Linked DNA regions of Sus scrofa: region 1 is linked to region 2. Evidence: chromatin contacts called from public Hi-C data. All regions are on one chromosome and are shown on one strand. The core of a region is the stretch at or near the end of the contact, and the rest is flanking DNA. Distances in the headings are between cores, read along the strand shown. Region 1 overlaps LOC102160723 (a long non-coding RNA gene). Region 2 overlaps LOC106507478 (a long non-coding RNA gene).

Evidence for each region. Hi-C and Micro-C count contacts between places; a contact is called where the count stands out from the background.
Region 1: a contact with region 2 is called in a Hi-C map of fetal liver, with 2.2 times the contacts expected there. A contact is called at or near these places in 7 of 47 Hi-C or Micro-C datasets (blood, embryonic fibroblasts, fetal heart ventricle and 3 more).

The regions. Positions count from the first base shown.
Region 1 is chr5:14,468,455-14,474,017 of Sscrofa11.1, reverse strand. The region is part of intron 2 of LOC102160723 (a long non-coding RNA gene); the gene reads left to right. Among named protein-coding and RNA genes, the nearest start is that of C5H12orf75, 280 kb to the left of the region's middle.
Region 2 is chr5:14,378,813-14,384,158 of Sscrofa11.1, reverse strand. The region is part of intron 2 of LOC106507478 (a long non-coding RNA gene); the gene reads left to right. Among named protein-coding and RNA genes, the nearest start is that of NUAK1, 290 kb to the right of the region's middle.

The sequences.
Region 1 (5,563 bases), core at 2,223-4,722, 89 kb before region 2:
AATGGTAAAATATGGATAAAACAAGAGCGAGGCCTCACCTGGGGCTTCAGGCCCTGGACTGAGGAGCCGGGCCTCTGCGCATCAACTCGCAATAGTTCCCACGCGTAGGGCACTTCCGCGCACCGGACACAGTGTGATCGCTTTACGGCCTCGCTCTGCGCATCTTTAAAACGATTGTGAGGTAGGGATTCTTCTTAGAGTCATTTTGCAGATGAAGAAACTGAGGCTTAGAGTTTAAGACTGTTAACTCGGGTCTTAAAATTTGTAAGTGGCGGGATGGGGTGTAAGCGCGGGGGGCCTGACCCGAGTGGAGCCGGTGTCTCTCTGCTCCTTTCGCGGCCTGCCTTGGGGCTTCTCGTGCGTCTGCTGGAAGGGAAGCGTCCTTCCCTCCTCCCCAGCTTCGTCCTGCTCCTTGCCAAGGACAGGAAGGAGAGTGGCCATGCAGTGCTCTTGCCTGGGGTGGTGCGGGAAGGAGGCTGAGAATGTCCAGAAGGAAGCCTCATGTGATAGAAGACAGGACAGGGACACTGGGGGCGAAGATGGAGAAGAAGGCAGCTCTGAGCTCATTTGACATATTTAATGTACTTTCTTTCTTTTTTCTTTTTCTTTTTCTTTTTTTTTTTTTTTTGGTCTTTTTGCCATTTCTTGGGCCGCTCCTGTGGCCTATGGAGGTTCCCAGGCTAGGGGTCGAATCGGAGCTGTAGCCACTGGCTACGCCAGAGCCACAGCAATGCGGGATCCGAGCTTCGACCTATATCACAGCTCACGGCAACACCAGATCCTTAACCCACTGAGCGAGGTCAGGGATCGAACCCGAAACCTCGTTAAGCACTGAGCCATGACGGGAACGCCCTAATTTACTTTCATATATTTAATAACACCAGGTAGTCTTTTTCCCTCATGCAGGCCCATCTTGTGGAGCACTTTTGTGTAACTTTATATCCACTATTCCCAACACCCATCTCTGAGGACAGGCTCTTCCCATCAATCTCAGAACCCTTAGAAATGAATAATTAACATACGTAATATCTAGGCAGGCACAAATATTAGCCCCCATCCTCCACAGAGAAACTGAGGCACAGAGGGGCAACTTGAACAAGATGTCCAAGCTAGAAAGGGATGGATGAGTCAGGAGAGACCCGAAGCTCACACTCCTCTCATCTGGCTTGGCGCCCTCTAGAGGTGAGGTGACTCTCTGCAGGCCTTTCTCCCCTCCAACTGGATACCCAAATTTTTAGAGTTCTTTATGCCAGAAGCCACCCCCCACCATCTCCATGTGCCCTACCTCTGTGGTACACTCATAGGGGTAGAATAGAGAAGACTGACCTTTGTCATAGCTGCATATGCAGCTGCCTCTCTGGGAAAAAAAACCGAGAAGCCTGGTAACCTTTCTTGTCCACTCACCTAAGAGTATTTGCTTGCTGCCCTGCCACTGTATCTGAAGTCATCCGATTGGTTTGTGGAATTAAAGGCTTTTGTTAAAATGTAAATCTCTAACCCGAGAGGGTGTGAGAAGAATGAGAGAGGTAGCTCAAACTTTACTGTGCCTAAAATCAACTTGAAAACTTATTGAAAATGCAGATCCTTGGGTCCCAGGTACAAAGGTTCTGACTCAGCAGGTACAGAGCAGGGCCTGGAAATCTGGAGTCCTAACAAACGCTTTCGGCGATTCTGTGATGGAGTTCCCTGAACCTCCCTTCGAGAAGCACTGTGAATGAGAACTCTTTGGCTTTAATTGGTTCATCAGACTCTTGGCCGGGAGGTGGGCTCAGTTGATGCTGGCTGCATCTCTAATGAGGCAGAGGAGAGGTGCACAGCTGCTTCCCCCGACCCCCACCTTGGTCTCTGCAGTTCAGAGCTGTGTTCTCAGCTCATGGCTGAGAGGGAGCATTCGAGGCTCTAACCCAGAGCTTGAACATACCTCAAAGCCTGGAGGTTGACCAGGCTTTGTCTAAACACACATTTGGGGGATGGTCTGTGCCATCTCAAGATCTCATGAAGTATTTCTCAGCTTCATAAGCCCACCCAAAAAAGAATGGAGTTCCCGTCGTGGCTCAGTGGTTAACGAACCCAACTAGTAACCATGAGGTTGCGGGTTCAATCCTTGGCCTCGCTCAGTGGATTAAGGATCTGGTGTTGCCATGAGCTGTGGTGTAGGTCACAGATGCAGCTCGGATCCGGCATTGCTGTGGCTGTGGCGTAGGCCGGTGGCTACAGCTCCAATTGGACTCCTAGCCTGGGAACCTCCTTATGTCATGGGTACAGCCCTAAAAAAGACAAAAGCCAAAAAAAAAAAAAAAAAAAAAAAAGAAAGAAAAGTGGTGACACTGCTTAAAGGTATTCTTTTTTTTTTTTTGAAAGATCTGAGGAAAGTTTATTATAATGGAATCGACCAGGAAAGTTGGTTGTTTCTGTGACACACATCATTTTAAAATGATAAATGGAATTATGATGGTAACATCATACCAGGTCATATTATTTTAAAAAAATTTTCTATTATAGTTGACTTACAGTGTCCTTTCAGTTTCTATTGTACAGCTGCGTGACCCAGTTATACATATATATGCATTCTTTTTCTCACATCATCCTCCTTTCCATAGGCTTGAGTGGTGTTACAATGTAGTGCCACCTGAGGGCGCTCTAGTGAATCACCAGGCTCAGATTCCTTAGGAAATGAGGAGGAAGTTGTGTTAATGAACAGATTTTACCTTTCAGTGTGACGGTGCTTCCTTAGTCTAGAAAGATCCATAGAGCTTCCACCTGTGTGTACATGCACGCTCATGCTCAGAGTGTGTGTGTGTTGCATACATGGACGGAGGAGAGCAGAGAGGAATAGAAACTGATGAGGTACCAAAGGGAGAGAAAATTCAATCACGAGCTTTCAGAGGTCACCTTCTTTGTGGCTTGAGAGACCGTTTTCTGCACGTCATTTAAATGCCCCCATCCCTTCCCTTCAAGGGAAAAAACACCAGTTCCCGGGAGAGTCCTCGAGGAGGGAGCACCTGGGAAACAAGAAGAAAAGGCAGACAGAGGCAGGTGCTTCTCTTGGGCTCTGCTTCTGCTGCGGTTTGACTGGGGCCGGGTCAGGCTCCCGCCCTGAGGCAGCCCTCGCAGGCTGACAACGGGACACCCGGCGCTCTCTCTCGGCAGCTGCCCCTGCGAGGCTCCGAGGCTCCGGCCCCAGAACGAGAAGCTCCGGTTACACATTAGTCACAAAAATAACAACGATCAAAGGGAGCATAAGGCATGAAACAGCTTCGTTTTCCCCATTTAATTATGGGACTGCAGGATCCATTTAGACCTGGAAGACGTCTGATTTTAACTTGTTATAAAATAGTTGAATCAAGTGCTGGCTATTATTTTTATTCCCCACTTTCCCAGGTTTTTCTCCCCTAACCTCCCCTCCCTTCCCCTCCCCACCCTCAGCGCAGGCTTTTAATGGGCTCCTGGGCCCTTGTTATTCCCTCCCTATAGACCCGTGATAAGAAACATAAATGAGAAACCACATTTGTCTCCCGTTCACCTGGGAAAGCCCTGTCAAGAAGCTGAAGGGCCCAATCAGAGCCTGATTAAGGCTCCTTGGAGTGTCCTGGGCCCCCTGAAAAGAATGACAGCAGGTGACTGATGAGGGGACCGCCCCCTCCGGCAAGTGCAGTGGTCTCATGGCAAAGGTATTTGGTCATCTAAAAAAAGCGCCCATGGCTGCTGGATCAGGCTCCAGAGGCACTGCTGGTTACAGGCTGTTTCACTGGGCGGTGCACGATGCGGATCAAAGCTTGTTCCAGGCACGCGTGCACACAGCGGGCTTTCCCCTCGCCTCTACCCCTTCAGACTCACGCATGCACACACATATGCACACGGACCCTCCTGCCCCAAAGCCAGGCCTGGAGCTTTGAAAGGCCGCTGAAAAAAATAGACCGGGGATGTGTTGTCATCTTAGAGGCTGGCTGGTTTTTAGACTTAGGAGACACAGCGTGCAATGATGTTGTTGCCTCATGAGGCTAGGCCACCGGCTTACTTGGGGAGCAGTGATGAGACAGCCCTCTTTGGGTCACTCATTGGACAGAAAGGGTTCCGTTTGGACCACATAGTGGGGAAATCATCTAAAACTTGGATGGGCAGAGGCAGGTGGGGGGCTCAAAGTCAGCAGTGCCCTGTGGGGACCAGTTCTGCCACTGACTTGCTGTGGGGGGGGCAGGGGGGAAGAGGGGCACCGCTCTGGGGTTCATGCTCATCCTCTGTCCTAGGCGGGCCCTCTCTCTGGATCTCTTGAGCTCCAAGGTTCTGCCAGTCCAGGCCTCTGTGAGGCTTAGACATCTGAGTGCAGCATTTTTCAGGGGCCTCTGCTCTTTCCACGCACATTGCTTTGGGATTTGTTTGGAATTTTACTTGTTCTCCACACGGTTTAATTTTAATGCACGGTGAGTCTTTTCCTGCCTCCCAGGAATTAACCCCCCATGTGTGTTATAGGCAGGAAGTAGATGGAGCGGATAAGCCTGGAAGGTTTTGACTTCTCTTTCTTTTTCTTCAGCCCTCTCTCCCTGTCCGTCTTAAAGCCCAGCACTGGCTTTCTGCCTTCCCATTCCTGACCCAGGCCGCGTAGGGCAAGGCTCTCTCGGCAAAGGCTGAACTCGGCTTCTGCTCAGTTAAAATGTGAGCGAACTCTTCCTTATGAAATGGGTTCACCTTCTTAAACAATTTAATGTGGCGAAGGGGAAAAGCAGAAAGACATACATGAACAAAGCAAAATGGCATCGAAATATTGGTATCTTCTCTTAGCCCAAAGGGACATGTTTCCTTCCAAATTAGATATGTACAGATGCCACAGAAAAGCACCCTCGAGGCTGATTTCACATTGAATCACATTGAAATGTATGTGCTCCAAACTGATAAGAAGCCACACATGGAGTAACCGTGCCTTGTATTTTACGTGATTACTCGGCAGCATAACCAACCACATGGAAGGCCCACGATTAGCACTGGCCTATAGATGTGTAGGCAAGGGAAGGGGGAAAGAAGTTTTAATCTTGTAAATTTGCTCTCTCTTGACTACTTAGGATCCTAATCTTGAAGCTGGATACACAAGGTTTTTTGTTTGGGTTGCATTAATTATTTATGTATTTTTCCAGAAAAAGGACCAAAGAATAACAGAAAGGTTTAACTTTTCTAATATCCAGATTCATTCCTGGCTTAACAAAATGGTGCTTTTACTGGGCATTAAAAAGCACTAGGAACTTGTTTAAAATGTTGATTCTCAGCCTCTACCCTGAGAGTGTTTGATTCTGTAAGCTGAGTGGGAACAAAAATCTGTACTTTAGAAGCCTCTCCCCTGTGATCTGTATACTTTTGGGCTAAGGAGACTGCACTTTATGACAGACTGATCTCATATCTTCATTTTTGTCCAAGGCGAGTGTTTCCATTATTATTTTGACTATTTAATTATTATTGTTATTATTAGTTTATTTTATTTTTTTTGCAAGACCCATGGCATATGGAAGTTCCTGGGCCAGGAATTTAATCCGAGCCACAGCTGTGACCTACACCATAGCTGCAGCAATACTGG
Region 2 (5,346 bases), core at 1,744-4,243:
CTTCAAATGAAGTTTGGACACCATTAAATGTTGCCTGAGTAAATGCAATACGTGCTATATTCTGCCATTACACCAGGAATGCATTTGGCTGCAAGTAATAGAAAAACCTGCTAAGAGTAATTGTGGTAGAGAGAGCTAGCTGACCATTAAAGATCTGGATTTCCCTAAACAGTTTTCTAGGCAAGGACTTCATTTCTCAGTTGCCTTCCATTGAGATGGAGCCATATTTCTACTTATAAGCCATGGGAATATGCGCTGAAATGATGTGTGTCACTTTCCAGCCAAGAAGTTTCGGGAGGCTTCACCCACATTCTCATCTCCTTCAGCAATGACTCTGGAGGCCACAAGCTGAAGATGGTGACATCTCCAGCTGGGAGGAGCCTAAATCCCTGAGTTATCAATTGAAGAACAACCCACCAAAGAAAAGCCTCATTGGATTTTGTTTGAGCAAGATACCAACAATGATTGTGTTCACACACTGAGATTTGGGGAGTTGTTTTTACAGCATTCATATTTACTTTTAATAAATACACTGTCCTGATAAATACAGTGGCCTAAACAAATAGTATATCATTTTCTCAATACTAGAATATTTAAAGATGGATATTTGCTGGTATTTCTGTTTAAAAAAGACCTTAAGGCGTTCCCTTGTGGCCTTGCAGTTAAGGACTCAACAGTGTCACTGCTATGGCTCTGGTTACTTACATAGCTCAGTTTTGAACCCGGGGTCTGGGAACCTCCAAGTGCCATGGGTGTGGCCAAAAAAATTTTTTTATTATAATAAATAAATAGGGAGTCCCCATCATGGCTCAGCAGTAATGAACTGGATTAATATCTATGAGAATTTGGATTTGATCCCTAGCTTCACTCAGTGGGTTAAGGATCTGATGTTGTTGTGAGCTGCGGTGTAGGTCGCAGATGTGGCTCGGATCTGGTATTGCTGTGGCTGTGGTTTAGGCTGGCAGATGCAGCTCTGATTCGACTCCTAGCCTGGGAACCTCCATAAGCCACGGGTATGGCCCTAAAAAGACAAAATAAAATAAAATAAAAATAAATAAATAAATAAATGCAAGATCTGTTTAAAACCTTTTTAAAAAGACTTTAAAGTCTCAAACACTTCTTATGTTCTTCCTCTACCATCCTCAGTTCTTTGCTTTTCATCTTGTGGCTGTTGCCTCATGGTCACAAGATGGTAACTGCTGCTCCAGACTTTATATCATAGCACTGGCAGGGAAAGCATCAAAGGGCTAGACTTTATGATTTTAACTAAAGTGGAAGCTCCTAGCCAACTTCTCTTCCCATGCCGTGTGCCAGATCCAGGTCATGTTGTCAACTCTGACTGCCATAGAGGCTTCTAAAGGGACTGTGTACCTTTTCCCATTTCTCTAGATGAAGATGGCAGGAAAGATTGTGATAGGGAGGGGCTCTCTGGGCCAACATCTGCCACAGCTTTTATTCCAATTTCCAACCACTTTTATTTATAAAACTTGGCTCTATCTTATAAGAATTTCTGTTAACAAGATAAGATTTATTAGCCAGTCTGTTAGTAGTGGTGGTTTTAAGTTACTGAGTAAATTCAGAATACAGATGGGTCCATTGCATTAATGTTTCATAAGGGCAAATTCATCCAGAGCGTGTGACAGGCATCAGGAAATACCACCTTGTGGATCAAGGCTGAGCTCTGGGAAGTGCTCAGGTCCCGTCAACTCCAGGGCAACTCTCAGCCACTCTTGCTGTGTTACCCTCATACCTCTTGCCCCAGCAGTTCTTCCTCCTGCAGTGCTCTGAATGAGGAGACCCACAGTCAGTGTATACAAGCCATGTCTCCTCTCTGGGCCTCAGTGTGCTCCTCGATTAAATAAGAAGTTGGCTTGTCAAGATCTCTACGTTTTCTTCCATCTCAAGCCTGTGGTCCTTAAATTTCTTGGAAAGCTACTCATCCTTCAAGGCCAGGTTCAAAGGCTGCCTCCTCTACGAAGCATTCCTTGACTCCCAGCAGCCTTCTTCTGTGCTCCTTCAGTGCTACTCGTTATATCACTTACTCTCCCCTCCTTTTACGATAGATGATTCTTCAGATGTCCAGTTTCCAGTCACATTGCAAACGCTGAGAGGGGACTCCACGAGTCCCCAGTAGTGCCTAGCAGGGTGATTACCACATAGTAATTGCTGAATAAAAGATAACTGAATTGATTAATTAACTAATAAGTCAATTGTACAATATGGGGAATCACTTAATAACTGTCCTGATTCTCCAATAGTTCCTCCACCGATGAACTTCTTTTTTTTTTTTTTCAAAATTCGTAAGCAAAAGCTCCAGAGAGGAAGAGGAGCTGTTTGTTGGCCAAAGTAGGCATGAGAGCATGTAGGAGCCCAAATGGACCAGCCTCCACCCTCTAGAGGCACCCCTCGAGAGAGCACCCAGAGGGCTCCAAGACACAGTGTAGAAACCTCAACTAGAGGCAGGAGCTGAGGAGTCAGGGGATGTGGGTCCTAGCTAGAGTTTGGCTTCAGTTTAATCATCAAATTATTGCTCTTGGCCTCAGTCTCCTGACCTTTAAAATGCCAGGAACAGCAACTAAAGGAGGCCCATGTGGCCATTTCCCTCTAGCCTCTTCCCGGTCTTCTTTCTCTAGGATTCTTCCGAAGCTCTCTCAGCGCATCACTCCCAGGAGTCCTTCGTGATCCATTTGAGTTGGCTCCTCACAGGAAACTGATTTGCCACCCCGGGGCTGACTCTGTGGTGCTTAAATTCTCTTTCAAGTCTAACATTCTCTAATTCTCATTTAAAAATAGTCAATAAGTCCATTGCTCCTCTGATGTTGCTGCTGTGTTATCAATGACATGGTTAAGCAAATTAAGCCCGGAAGCTATGTGCCAAGAGAGTCCTTCCCCCAAATCAGTAGATCCAGAATGGGTAATTTCAGGCTAACAAAACAACTGAGTCATGCATATTGTATCTGGTCTTGAGCAAGAGCCCTCTTTCGTAAACGTGAGCGTGTACCTTGCAAATATGGACATACTTGGGTGACTACTCATTTCTCCTAATAGTCTAAGTGGCAGGGTCCTGGGCCCAAGGAGACAGCCATGTGGCTGGGAATTTTGACAAAGAGGGAAATAAAAATTTGCTCTGGTGTTGAAGATACCTAGGGAGGAAATGGAGGTGTCTTTGAATCCCTGAAGGCCCATCTTACAGAACTGGGAGTGGACTGTTTCCATTTGCCCCCCAAAAATAGAACAAAGGCTAAGGTTGGCAGCTCTCTGGTGGCAGAGACTGCAGACTTCTGGTTTGTGGGCCACGTTCGCCTCCCAGAGAACATTTTGTCTGGCTCATCTTTATGAAATGTTTATGAAATGTCTTTATGAAATGTTTAACGAAACGTTAACTTCAAAACCTTGAACATTTCCATAAAAATAAGGTTTCCATTTTCTCTTAGAAATTCCGGGGGACCAGAAACGCTGTCCTTTGGGAGAGTCACGGGCAGCTGGCCTAGGTCAGCACTTGGGGTCGGGGGGAGGCACCTCCAGGGTGGGGGCTGGGGGCTACACTTCACTCCTGTTTTCTGAAAAGTGAAGGTTCATTAGAGTTATTCAAATTCAATTTTTCGTTTTGATATTTAGTGATATCCTAAAGCACAGCCCCCTTTCAGGGGGACTCTCGGGGCACCCCATGCGAGTTAAGCCACCGCAGCCCCAAGTGGAGCGGAGGGTCACACAAGCCTGGGCCCGCATTCCTGTGCAGAAAGAATCTCTGGGGCGGCAAAGCAGCCATCTGCCTCTGAAGAGCATCTCTTTTCCAGGCAACCTCCATCTCCCACGACTCCTTGTCTTTCGCAGGCCCATGACGTTCATTTGTCTTACCTGCCTCTGTATGTGTCTCTGTTTTGGAGCTTTGCTACAGGGAAATGGATTTAGGGCTTCAGAAAAGGAAAAAAATGGGTTGTTAACTATCTGAAAAATTTTAAAGTGAAGTAGCTTTAAAAATGAGATAGTGAGTTTCCCCTTCCCCAGAGGCCTTCAAGGAGAAGCAGAACTACCACCCATAAAAGGGAAACCAGTGCGGTTTAGAACTTGGGTTAGAAGAAGCTCATCGAGGCTCTCGCATCCTTGAAAGGCACAATTCCGTGAGCATCTGGTAGCAAGCAGGACTTGTTCAAGGAGGAGCAGGCAGGAAGAAGCCTGAGAGCTGGAAGCACATAATTGGCACATTATTTCAAGGTTGGGTCCAAAACCATCTGGCAACTTTATCCAAAGCAGGAAGAAAAATTTTAGAGCTCACTAGACTTGAAAAATAATCAGCATTTATTCCAGGAAAAATAATATTTTTTCATTTGCTTGGTGCCATGTGGTTTGAAGTGCATTTTCACAGATATTATTCTGGTCCATCTTCCTAAGGCTACCGAAGGAGAGCCGCCTAGGTAACAATTATCCAGTTATACAGCTGGAAACTGAGGTCCAGGAAAACTAGGTCTCTTAGAGTCAACAAAAAAGCAGGAATCAGGACGTATGTGTAGGTCTCGACAGTCCTTGGCTTTACCCTCCCAATCGTATCTCATGGCAGCACATCTTGGAGTCAGGAAACCAAAGCAGAGCCTTCAAGACTCACCAGCCACAGGCTTCCGTCCTCGTGAGCTTCCAGCTCGGAGACCCCGCTGATCACCTGCCGAGGCCGAGCACTCAGTGTCACAGCCCCACGGCCCCACTTAGATCTCCTTTCCTCCACAAAAGCCCAGTTCCACCCCTGGGTTGGCGAGGAGGGCCAGGTGGCCGCCACCATCCCCAGAACAGCTCCCCATAGAGCCGAAGCCTGTGATTAAGCCACCGCTCCATCTTTTTCATCTCCAGACAAAATAATTGACTTAACCTTTCCCCCAAGTGACAAATACTCTCTTGAGTATCAAACACCCTTTTCGTATAAATGGAGAATTCCAGAGTGCCCACTTAACAAAACCCTCTTCTTTAAAAGCTTCTTCCCCTTTCTAAAAGCGGTAGGGCTTTTAGCCAGGGAGCTCTTTAAGTAGCCCATTAGGATTCTGAAAAGATCAGCAAGAAATACAATTAGACCTTTGACCTCAGGTTTGAGGGGGCGCTTTGAAGGGAAGAGAATGGCCAGGCCCCGGCATCAGGTCAGTCTGTTTCTCTCACTCCTAGGTCTTATGCATGGGCCCCAGCTGCTCCCTCACAAAGAAGGGGTGCCAGGCCTCTCTCCGGACCCCGCTCTGGCCCCCGGCCTTGCTTCACATCCTGAAGTCCATTGCTGGCTGTCTCTCAAGGAAGTTATTACATTTGCTTGACAATAATTCTTGGACCACAAACACGTTGCTACTCCCCCCCCCCAACAGAAGGGTC